Linked DNA regions of Mus musculus: region 2 is linked to region 1. Evidence: chromatin contacts called from public HiChIP or PLAC-seq data. All regions are on one chromosome and are shown on one strand. Each heading gives the region's core, a stretch centred on a gene start, on an enhancer-like site or on the middle of the called end of the contact. The rest is flanking DNA. Distances are from core to core; before and after follow the strand shown.

Evidence for each region. HiChIP or PLAC-seq counts read pairs in DNA pulled down with a chosen protein or histone mark.
Region 2: a contact with region 1 is called in an H3K4me3 HiChIP or PLAC-seq map of embryonic basal ganglia, with 4 times the contacts expected there. The contact joins two enhancer-like sites. A contact is called at or near these places in 1 of 484 Hi-C or Micro-C datasets (bone marrow-derived macrophages) and 11 of 115 datasets of contacts at active chromatin or transcription factors (embryonic basal ganglia, embryonic forebrain, embryonic limb bud and 6 more).

What each region holds. Positions count from the first base shown.
Region 1 is chr9:48,646,911-48,651,434 of GRCm38.p6, reverse strand. No RefSeq gene overlaps it. Among named protein-coding and RNA genes, the nearest start is that of Gm32280, 21 kb to the left of the region's middle. Within about 2 kb of position 2,149, at least 101 of the 459 cell types and tissues checked have an H3K27ac peak or open chromatin away from gene starts, as enhancers often do.
Region 2 is chr9:48,926,610-48,930,740 of GRCm38.p6, reverse strand. No RefSeq gene overlaps it. Among named protein-coding and RNA genes, the nearest start is that of Htr3a, 18 kb to the right of the region's middle. Within about 2 kb of position 1,575, at least 10 of the 459 cell types and tissues checked have an H3K27ac peak or open chromatin away from gene starts, as enhancers often do.

The sequences.
Region 1 (4,524 bases), core at 900-3,399:
CAGCCTTTTTTTTTTTTTTGCATGACATTTTAATGCTACATTTACAAGTCACAAACCCAAGGATTGAACTCAGGTCATTAGGCCTGGCAGCAAGGGTCTTGGCCCACTGAGCCATTTTACTAGCTCCCATTCTTGCTTTTAAAATATTTCGGTTACATTTTATTTAGTGTGTGTGTGAGCGTGTGAGTATGTGTGCACACGCTCACACACACACCAAGCACATGTATAGAGGTTAGAAGACTAAAAGGTTGAGGAGGAGTTCTGTGTATGAATGGTTTTCCTGCACATATGTATGTGCACCCTATGTGTTCCTGCTGCCTGCCCTCTGAGGTGAGAAGAAGTTTTCAGATGCTCTGGAACCAAGGTCAGAAATGGTTGTGAGCCATCAGGCTGGGAATCGAGCCTGGGACCTCAGCAAGAGCAAGAAGTACTCTGAGCCATCTCTCCATCCCAGAATACAAAGGGAGTCCATTCTCTCTGTTTACCTTTGAGTCCTGAGAACCCAAGTCTGGCTGTCAGGCTTGGCAGCAGGTACCATTTCTCACTGAGCCATCTCATCAACCCAACACCCTTGCTTTGGGGTGTGGGTTGAGAAGCAGTGTTAAATGTATGAATGTCGTTTGACCTTGGAACAATGCACTAAGTGACAGTTTCATTCAGAAAAACTCTTGGCTTGAGTGATAGTTTCTGCACTGGGAATTCAGGAAGCAGCACTCCCGAAGCTGCCACGTTTTTTTCAAAGTGTGTGGTGACCACTCAGTCTCATGCAGTCAGTATGCGGGGGTCTAACCCTGACCAGATCAGATGCCAAAGGATGCCTGCTTTTCCCAGGCTTGAGGTACGATAGCCCTCTGTCTTCTTCACGGGGAAGCAAGCTTCGGAGTTGTCTCAACACAGAGCTTTCACCAGAAGGTTCTGTGGCAGTCATGACCTGTTGCATAGCTAGAGGTTTTCACTCAGTGGTATAGCACCTGCCTGACCTACAACGCCTGAGGCTCCATCTGGTCCCCGGCTGCAGGGGAGAGCACCACCTGGCTCATCTTCAGCACTAACTGCAGCTCTGCTCAGGCCCTGGATGCACAGCCTGATAACATCTCTGCCTTTCTTCTCCAGCGTCATGTCTTCCCACTAGACCCAAGTCACGGCCTCCATAGTGGGTCACTAACAGCGCTAAAACAGTGTAGCCTGAGTTCCTGCACTTCCACTGACACACGTGTGTGTGCATGCGTGTGTGTGTGTGTGTGTGTGTGTGTGTGTGTGTGTGTGTGTGTGTGTGTGTTTCCAGTTTTTATTCTCCAGGTCCTGGGTCTGTTGGCCTTCGGGTTGTTGAGCTGAGAGACTCTGAAGTCACACTAACCCTAACAACCCTCCCAGGAAGAGGCCCAGCCCATGGCAGGAAGCCTTCCATTCTTCCGAGCCCTAGGTCCTCTGTTGGTCCTCCTTTCCCGTCTCTTTCTCCTCATCTTGCACCCAGGTTTGCATCTCTCTTTGTCACTCCTCCGTTTTCTCCCCCATTACTCACTCTCATTTCTGGGATATTTCTTTTGCCCTGTACCTCACTACCACGTCACGTGTCCCTGCTTCTTAAAAACAAAAACAAAAACAAAAACAGTCCTTGGCCAAAGATGTATACGTTTTGATTGGGATCTGCTCCCCTCAAGCCTTGCCCCTCAAGCCAGCCCCCGCCCCGCCCTCTCTGCACTCCGTCCCTCCCCCTCTGCACCCCACCCCTTCCTCAGGCCTCAGCTTTCTCTTGACAGATGGGAGGGCAGTGGGCACTCCCTCTTTAAAACAACATTTAATCGCCGTTTTCTGTTCTTGGACATCAAAGCTGGGGCTTAGGCACTGCACTGGGGTCCCGGCGGCGCGGGCTCTTGGGGAGAGGAGGTGAGTGAATAGGAGCTGGCTGAATGGGCTTTGTGTGACCGCCGGGGTCTGCCTGCTTTACATGCTCTTTGACCCAGATATGATCTCATGGAGAGAAAGGGGCCCCGGCCAGGCCAGCCTGAGAACGCTCCTCCGAGGCCTGCTGCAGCCCCTCCTCCCTCCCTGGGCAGCGGGCCGCAGCTGCCCTCTGCCCCAGCCCGCAGCATGGGGAACTGCCTCTAGGGCAGGCCCCGCCAGGGGTGGGGGTGGGGCGGGGCACGAGGCTGAGGTCAGAAGAGGGGACAGGCAGCTGGACTGGAAAGATAGAGTCCAGGTTGGGTGGATGGGGATCATCCCACTTGTGCTCTTGGCTTGGTTGGCTGGGAGCCTCCTCTACTCACTACTTCCCTGCGGTCCCTTCCTGTCCAGTGCTCTCTGTCACTACTGCCGAGGTTCTGGTACACCCTTGATTGGCTCTCTTTTTAGTGGCTCTGGATGTCACTCAGGGAGCAGAGTTGAAGCCCAGAATTAACAGAAGTCTGCACAAGACCCACAAGAGTGTAGCTGATCAAACAAAGAAGAGTGAATCTAAGGACTGCTCCATCCTGCCAGCACCTCCTCTCCCTCCACCCACAGCCACAGTGCCTTCCGCCTAGCTGCCAGCAGAGTCCCTCTCGCCCCAGCATCCATCCATCCTTTACTCTTCCATCCTGCAGAGAATATATCCCCCCACCGCTCCCCCTCTACAGACAACTTATCACGTTTTTGAAAACTCCTTAATCACTCCTAGGATAGGTCCAAACTCCCCATGGGACCTCAATGGTAGTCCCTGCTTGACACCCCAATCTGTTCTTTAGATCCACCCCTACCTTGCTAGAGTCAATTTGATCACCAGGATGGTTTTAGAGACTTAGGGTCCTGTGCTCTGCGGCCTGTGTCACCCTGTTTCACCAGCTGAACAGAGCACAACGCAAGCTTCCTGGTCCTCTCAGCTTTCCCCGGGGTCTTGCTTCATCTCAAATGCTACCTTTCTCAGGAGACCTTCCCTAGATGCCTGAGACTGTATCGGGTGCCCTGCTATGCAGACCCTGCAACCCGCCATTTGTCACAGTGCATTACTGTCATCTAAGCTCTCCGGTGTTCCCTTCACCAGACATCGAGTTCCTTGAGGTTAGGAACCGTGTGTTCTATATCTTGGTGTTCCTAGAGCCTAACATTGCACTTGGCAGGTGCCCAATAAATCTTTGCTGAATACATGGAAGGAAAATAGAGGGAAGAAGAGAGGCAATTCGCTCACTGAAACTGAGGATGCAGTCGCCAAGGGTGAGGAAATGGAGCTAAATAGGAAGACGCCCCTCACATGCCCACCTAGGCATCTCCCCATGACATCAAGAACTGGTATCCATGCTGCAGGTAGAGTAGCTCAGTGTGGGCTCTTGCGCCTGTATTTGTTCCTAAGGTCACCTTAAAGGAAGAAGGCGTGACAGGCTCAGGACAGTGGCATTTTATAGCTGGGGACTACCTGGCTTGGTCCAGTCTAGGGTGAGCTGTTTCCACACAGACCGGAAGGCTTTGCCCCACCGGGAGGCCCTAGCTCTCTCTGTGCTCCCAGACCCAGAGCTACAGCTCTTTGGCCACTCCTTACCCGGAGTGCTGGCGGACTGACTCCCCTAGGCTGCTTTCTTTGCACCCCAGGGGTGCCTCAGTGAAAGTGAACTCTCTCATTTAAACCTGACTCTGCAGCCCTGCGGCCCCCTGCAGAGCTAATTACCCTGTAGTTCCAAACTGATTGCTGTACACTCAGCTTAAGCCCTCCTTTATTTATTTACTGACTACATTAATAGCAAAGCCCAGTGGCTTTCAGCTGCTCCTTGTTACACACCTCTGGCTGTTCTCTGTTGCCCAGCTTCTCTCAGCCTGACATAGAGCCCCCCGAACTTACCACCCTAACTGAATTCCCTGGACAAGATAATAGCGAGAGAACACGGTTTTGTCCACACCGTAGTCCTGCCACGCTGGGCTCCTTCTGTCTGACTCTTGGGCAGTGGGAGAGACAACAGCCAGAGCTCACCAGCTGGAGGGGTGAGTGGAGGGAAGGTGGGACGCCTTTCATCTACAGGACATGAAATGAATCTGCTTCCGTTCAGCACCACAGCTCTTGTGGAGAAGTACTGGCTATTGGCTCCTCTTTACAGGGGAGTAAACAGAGGCTGTGACACACACACACACACACACACACACACACACACACACACACACACACACACACACGGTCCTGTTAAGGGAAGAGCCTCCTCTCCATCCTGTCATCCAGGGTTGACAGTTTTGTTCTGTCGCCTGTTCTCACAGCACCCGCCCCTTGTCACCAGGAAGGAATCCCTCCATGTACTGAGTCAAATCCCACAATTCCTCAGGGTTGTCTGTCCTACTCATGTACTTGGCCAGAATTTGCTGGAAACCAGGGAACATTCCAGGGGTGCATTCCAGGGTGGGCCTGGGTCAGGTCTCATTACCCTGGTGAGGAAGCCCTGCAAGGACACTCAGCTACCTATGACAAGGTACCTCGCCTCCTTCCCATTCTGTGGTCCAGGAGGTTCACGGCTGCCACAGCCACCGACAGTTTCTCTGGTGCCCTCGAGTCCTTGAGTTTACACTGGG
Region 2 (4,131 bases), core at 326-2,825, 280 kb before region 1:
ACAGAGAAATGAGCTTCAGTTGGGGAAGTGCCTCCATGAGATCCAGTTGTAAGGCATTTTCTCAATTAGTGATCAAGGGGGAAAGGCCCCTTTTGGGTGAGACCATCTCTGGGCTGGTAGTCTTGGGTTCTATAAGAGAGCAGGCTGAGCAAGCCAGGGGAAGCAAGCCAGTAAGTAACATTCCTCCATGGCCTCTGCATCAGCTCCTGTTTTCTGACCTGTTTGAGTTCCAGTCCTGACTTCCTTTGGTGATGAACAGCAGTATGGAAGTGTAAGCTGAATAAACCCTTTCCTCCCCAACTTGTTTCTTGGTCATGATGTTCGTGCAGGAATAGAAACCCTGACTAAGACAGCAGACCAAGTACTTACTATCAGGAAAGACCTTTTATTGTGCACCATTCCCATGAATGGGAGCTGCACCGTATCATTGTAGAGAGTGGGTAGTGCGTATCACAGAAAATGCTGAGTTTCATCACAGGTGATGAAGACAAAGGAAGGTACAACAGCCTTAAATGTGATTTCTGTAAGAAGAAATATAGGAGTCGAGGGACATAGATTTAGCACTGGCTTTCAATGATGTCAGGAAGGCTGTCCCTAGTGATCAGACACTAGACTTTGGGGCAAGTAGAGCAGGTGCCCACCATCTGGAGCATAGGAACTCCTAAGAAGGTTGCTGAGACAGGGTTTGGCTTTGGATCAGTTGGCTCTTATTTGGACAATATGCTTGTAGGCTAACCATTCATCATATCTAGTGAATGGCTCATTCTTGGGGGAACAGTCTCTCCAGCGTCAGAAGGACTCTAGATATCAAAGCACCAGCGTACATAATGTAAAAGTGATGGTCCTTCAGCCTGCTCTGAGGGTTCCAGAAGTACAAAATCTCTTTCCTCTGCTTTTCTGGGCACTTCAGTGTAGCATGCTACGAAACTTAGTGGTCGGCTTCAACAGAGGAGACAGTTGTGCACTGAGCCAAGTATGAGAGGAAGGGTTGTTTGAGGGGGTAGTACCCCACAAATCGAACTCATTCATACACAGACCCACCCTTTAGCTCAGTAGTGACCTGAGCATTTGCTCTGTGTGTCAGGGACCTGGCCCTGTGCCAACAGAGCTGCCCAGGAAAGATGGTGACAGTGTGCAGGAGCTTCAAGGAGCACTCCATCTGACAGGGGGGGGGTGTAAAAGGGCGCAGATGTGGGGGCTCAGAATCACATTTGGGCTTCACTGCAGTGTACTTCTTAAAGCTGTCTGACTTCATCCGATGAAAACCTGCTGGTTTGGCACAAGCTGCCTGGATATATAGCATCAGGCTTTTTGAGAGCTCAGGGTAGGAGTTGGGGGGTGGGGGAAGAGGCTAAGAGAGACAGAGAAAGACACAGATAGAGACAGACAAACAGACAGACAGACAAACAGAGACTGGGACTAGATTCGGCACTTCTTGGGAACCAGTGAGAAGTGCAGGCGTGCCATCTGAGTTCCACAGATCCCCACGGGATGTGTTTGCACATTCACCCACTCTGGGGGAAGCAGGGGTTCTAAGGATCAAGAGGATTGCAGGTGACTGTGGGATTCTGGGAGGCCTGAATAATTGGGAGGTGGGCATTCAGAGATAGAACAGTGTCCCTTGGAGTCCACTCTGCTACCAGGGCAGCTGGGCCCTGGGGCACCTGCCAATCACTGCAGTGCACTTGGTAATCTCCCCTCTTCACAATCAGATCGGTCAAGCACCCAGTGCAGCTGGGCCTCTGAATTATAGGCTGTGGGCAGATGGCTGTCCAAGGAAACAGCCAACGAGTGTGCATCAGGCCCCTTCCTCTGGCTCCTGCTCCTGACAGCAAACACCCACTCTCTGCAAGGAATAAGGCAGTGACACACCACATCAAATGCTTACCGCATCAGAGCCCACTCCCAGCCCTGCTCAGGGAAAAACCCTGGACCTCTCTGCCCTCCAATGCATGATTCTTGCCTCTGACAGATGTAATCCTCTCGTTCACCACACCCCTCCGGTCTTAGAGCTAGGAGCAGCAGAATGCTGTGAGTCGGAGATGGCAGGGAGCATGAGGTGCCATCCACCTTCACCTCTGGCATCCGATACAGTGTTGGCTCAATGAAGATCACTCTGGGAGTGGGAAGGGTCTGGGAGTCCCAAGTGTCAACCAGGCCACATTGCTGCCACTACTCCTGTCCCTTGCCAGGGCAAATACCAGGAAGAGGAATCATAACTTTGAGTGGTTGCTTGGTCTTCCTTACCAGGTCCCTGATACCAAGTAGCCCATTCTCCCTTTTACTGCTTCTTCACTCTGGTCCCTGAGAGAATGAAAGTTCTCTCCATTTCCCATCTTCCCCTGTAGGCAATACCCATTAGGTTCCAGGGCTCCAGGAGACGGCTTCACTCTAGGTCTTAGGTCTTCCTTCAGCCTGCCAATCTTTCTGGATACTCCTCTGCTCTCTGGATTTTCTGCTAACCTGAATTAATTCTCCTTGTCATCCTGGGATTCTCCAGGGCACTAAGCAGAGACAAGGGTGGCCATTGTTGGTTTATAGACTTGGGAGTCTCTTGCTATTTGGGATAGTAGTGGGCATGCATGCATGCTTGTATGTACATGTGTGTATCGTGTGTGTGTGTGTGTGTGTGTGTGTGTGTGTGTGTGTGTGTGTGTGTGTGTATGTGTTGTAGCAACATGAAGTTGAAGGGTCATCAGAGCTCTCATTCTGGAGATGTGGCTGGGAGATGATACTATCCCAAGATTATGGTAAAGATGACATTAGATGATGTTAGATACAGATACTGCTACCTACAGGCACTGGCTATGTGCAGTCCATTTGAGACAGAGAACAAGGCTATACAGACTAGCAATCTTCTGGGCCTCTGTACTATGGTCAGGTTCTAATCTTAGTCCCTGAGGACGTAAGGTCTGTTGATGTATAAAAACATGATTGAGGCTGTGGTAGGGTACATGCCTAGTATACACAAAGCCCTGGGTTTAATCCCCAGGACCCTACAAACTGAGTGTGTATTATTTGGGAAGTAAAGGTAGGAGTATTTGAGGTTTAGAATCATCCTTGGTGGACATAGCAAGTTTCAGACCATCTTGGACCACAGGAGACTCGTCTTAAGAAAACAAAGAGGAGAGGATGAAGGAAGAAAAGGGTAATTGGGAGTTGCATACAGAAGCACATGCTTCTAATCTCACATTTTGGGGAGGCTACAGAAGAAAGATTGAAAGTTCAAAGCCAGTCTGGGATACATGGTGAGACCTGGGCTCAATAAATAAAAACAAACACAAGCAAACTACCATCACAATGAAAGCAAGTCAGAGAAACTCAAAACAAGCAAACAACAAAAGCTACACAACTTAAACACACACACACACACACACAATCAGCATTCGTGCTGGTCGTTATGGATGGGGCTGTCTGTGGAATGTATCAGTTCCCTGTTGCTACTTCAATAAATTGCTACAGATTTGGTGGCTTAAAGCAGCACACATTCATTCTCTTATGTCCTTCAAAGCTAAGGTGTTGGCAGAATGGATCCCTTCTGAAAAGAGAGCAGAATGGGTTCTTTCTCTTTTCCAGCTTCTAAAGGCCACCTGTCTTTTTCTCTTCTTCTCTTTTTCTGGTGGCCCCTCCCTGCATCATCATTTGCTTCCATCTTCTCCTTCCTTGTCCTCAAATCTCCTTCATATGAAGAGACTTGTGCTTACATTTAGGATTGACCCAGTGTATTAACTAACTTCTTGTCACCATAATCAAATTCCTGACAGGAAGCAATTTAACCCATAAACCAGACATCTATGTCACCCCCTCCAAGGTTCAAGGAATATCCTGGAAGGAAGGCAATGTAGAAAGAATGTCACAGCAGTTGTAGTTATTTGCATGAGACCTATACAAGATGAGCTCTGCCAACATCCCATCGGGGGATGGAGGTGGGGTGTCTTAGTCAGGGTTTCTATTCCTGCACAAACATCATGACCAAGAAGCAAGTTAGGGGGGGGTAAGGGTTTATTCAGCTTACACTTCCATACTGCTGTTCATCACCAAAGGAAGTCAGGACTGGAACTCAAGCAGGTCAAAAAGCAGGAGCTGATGCAGAGGCCATGGAGGGATGTTCTTTACTGGCTTGCTTCCCCT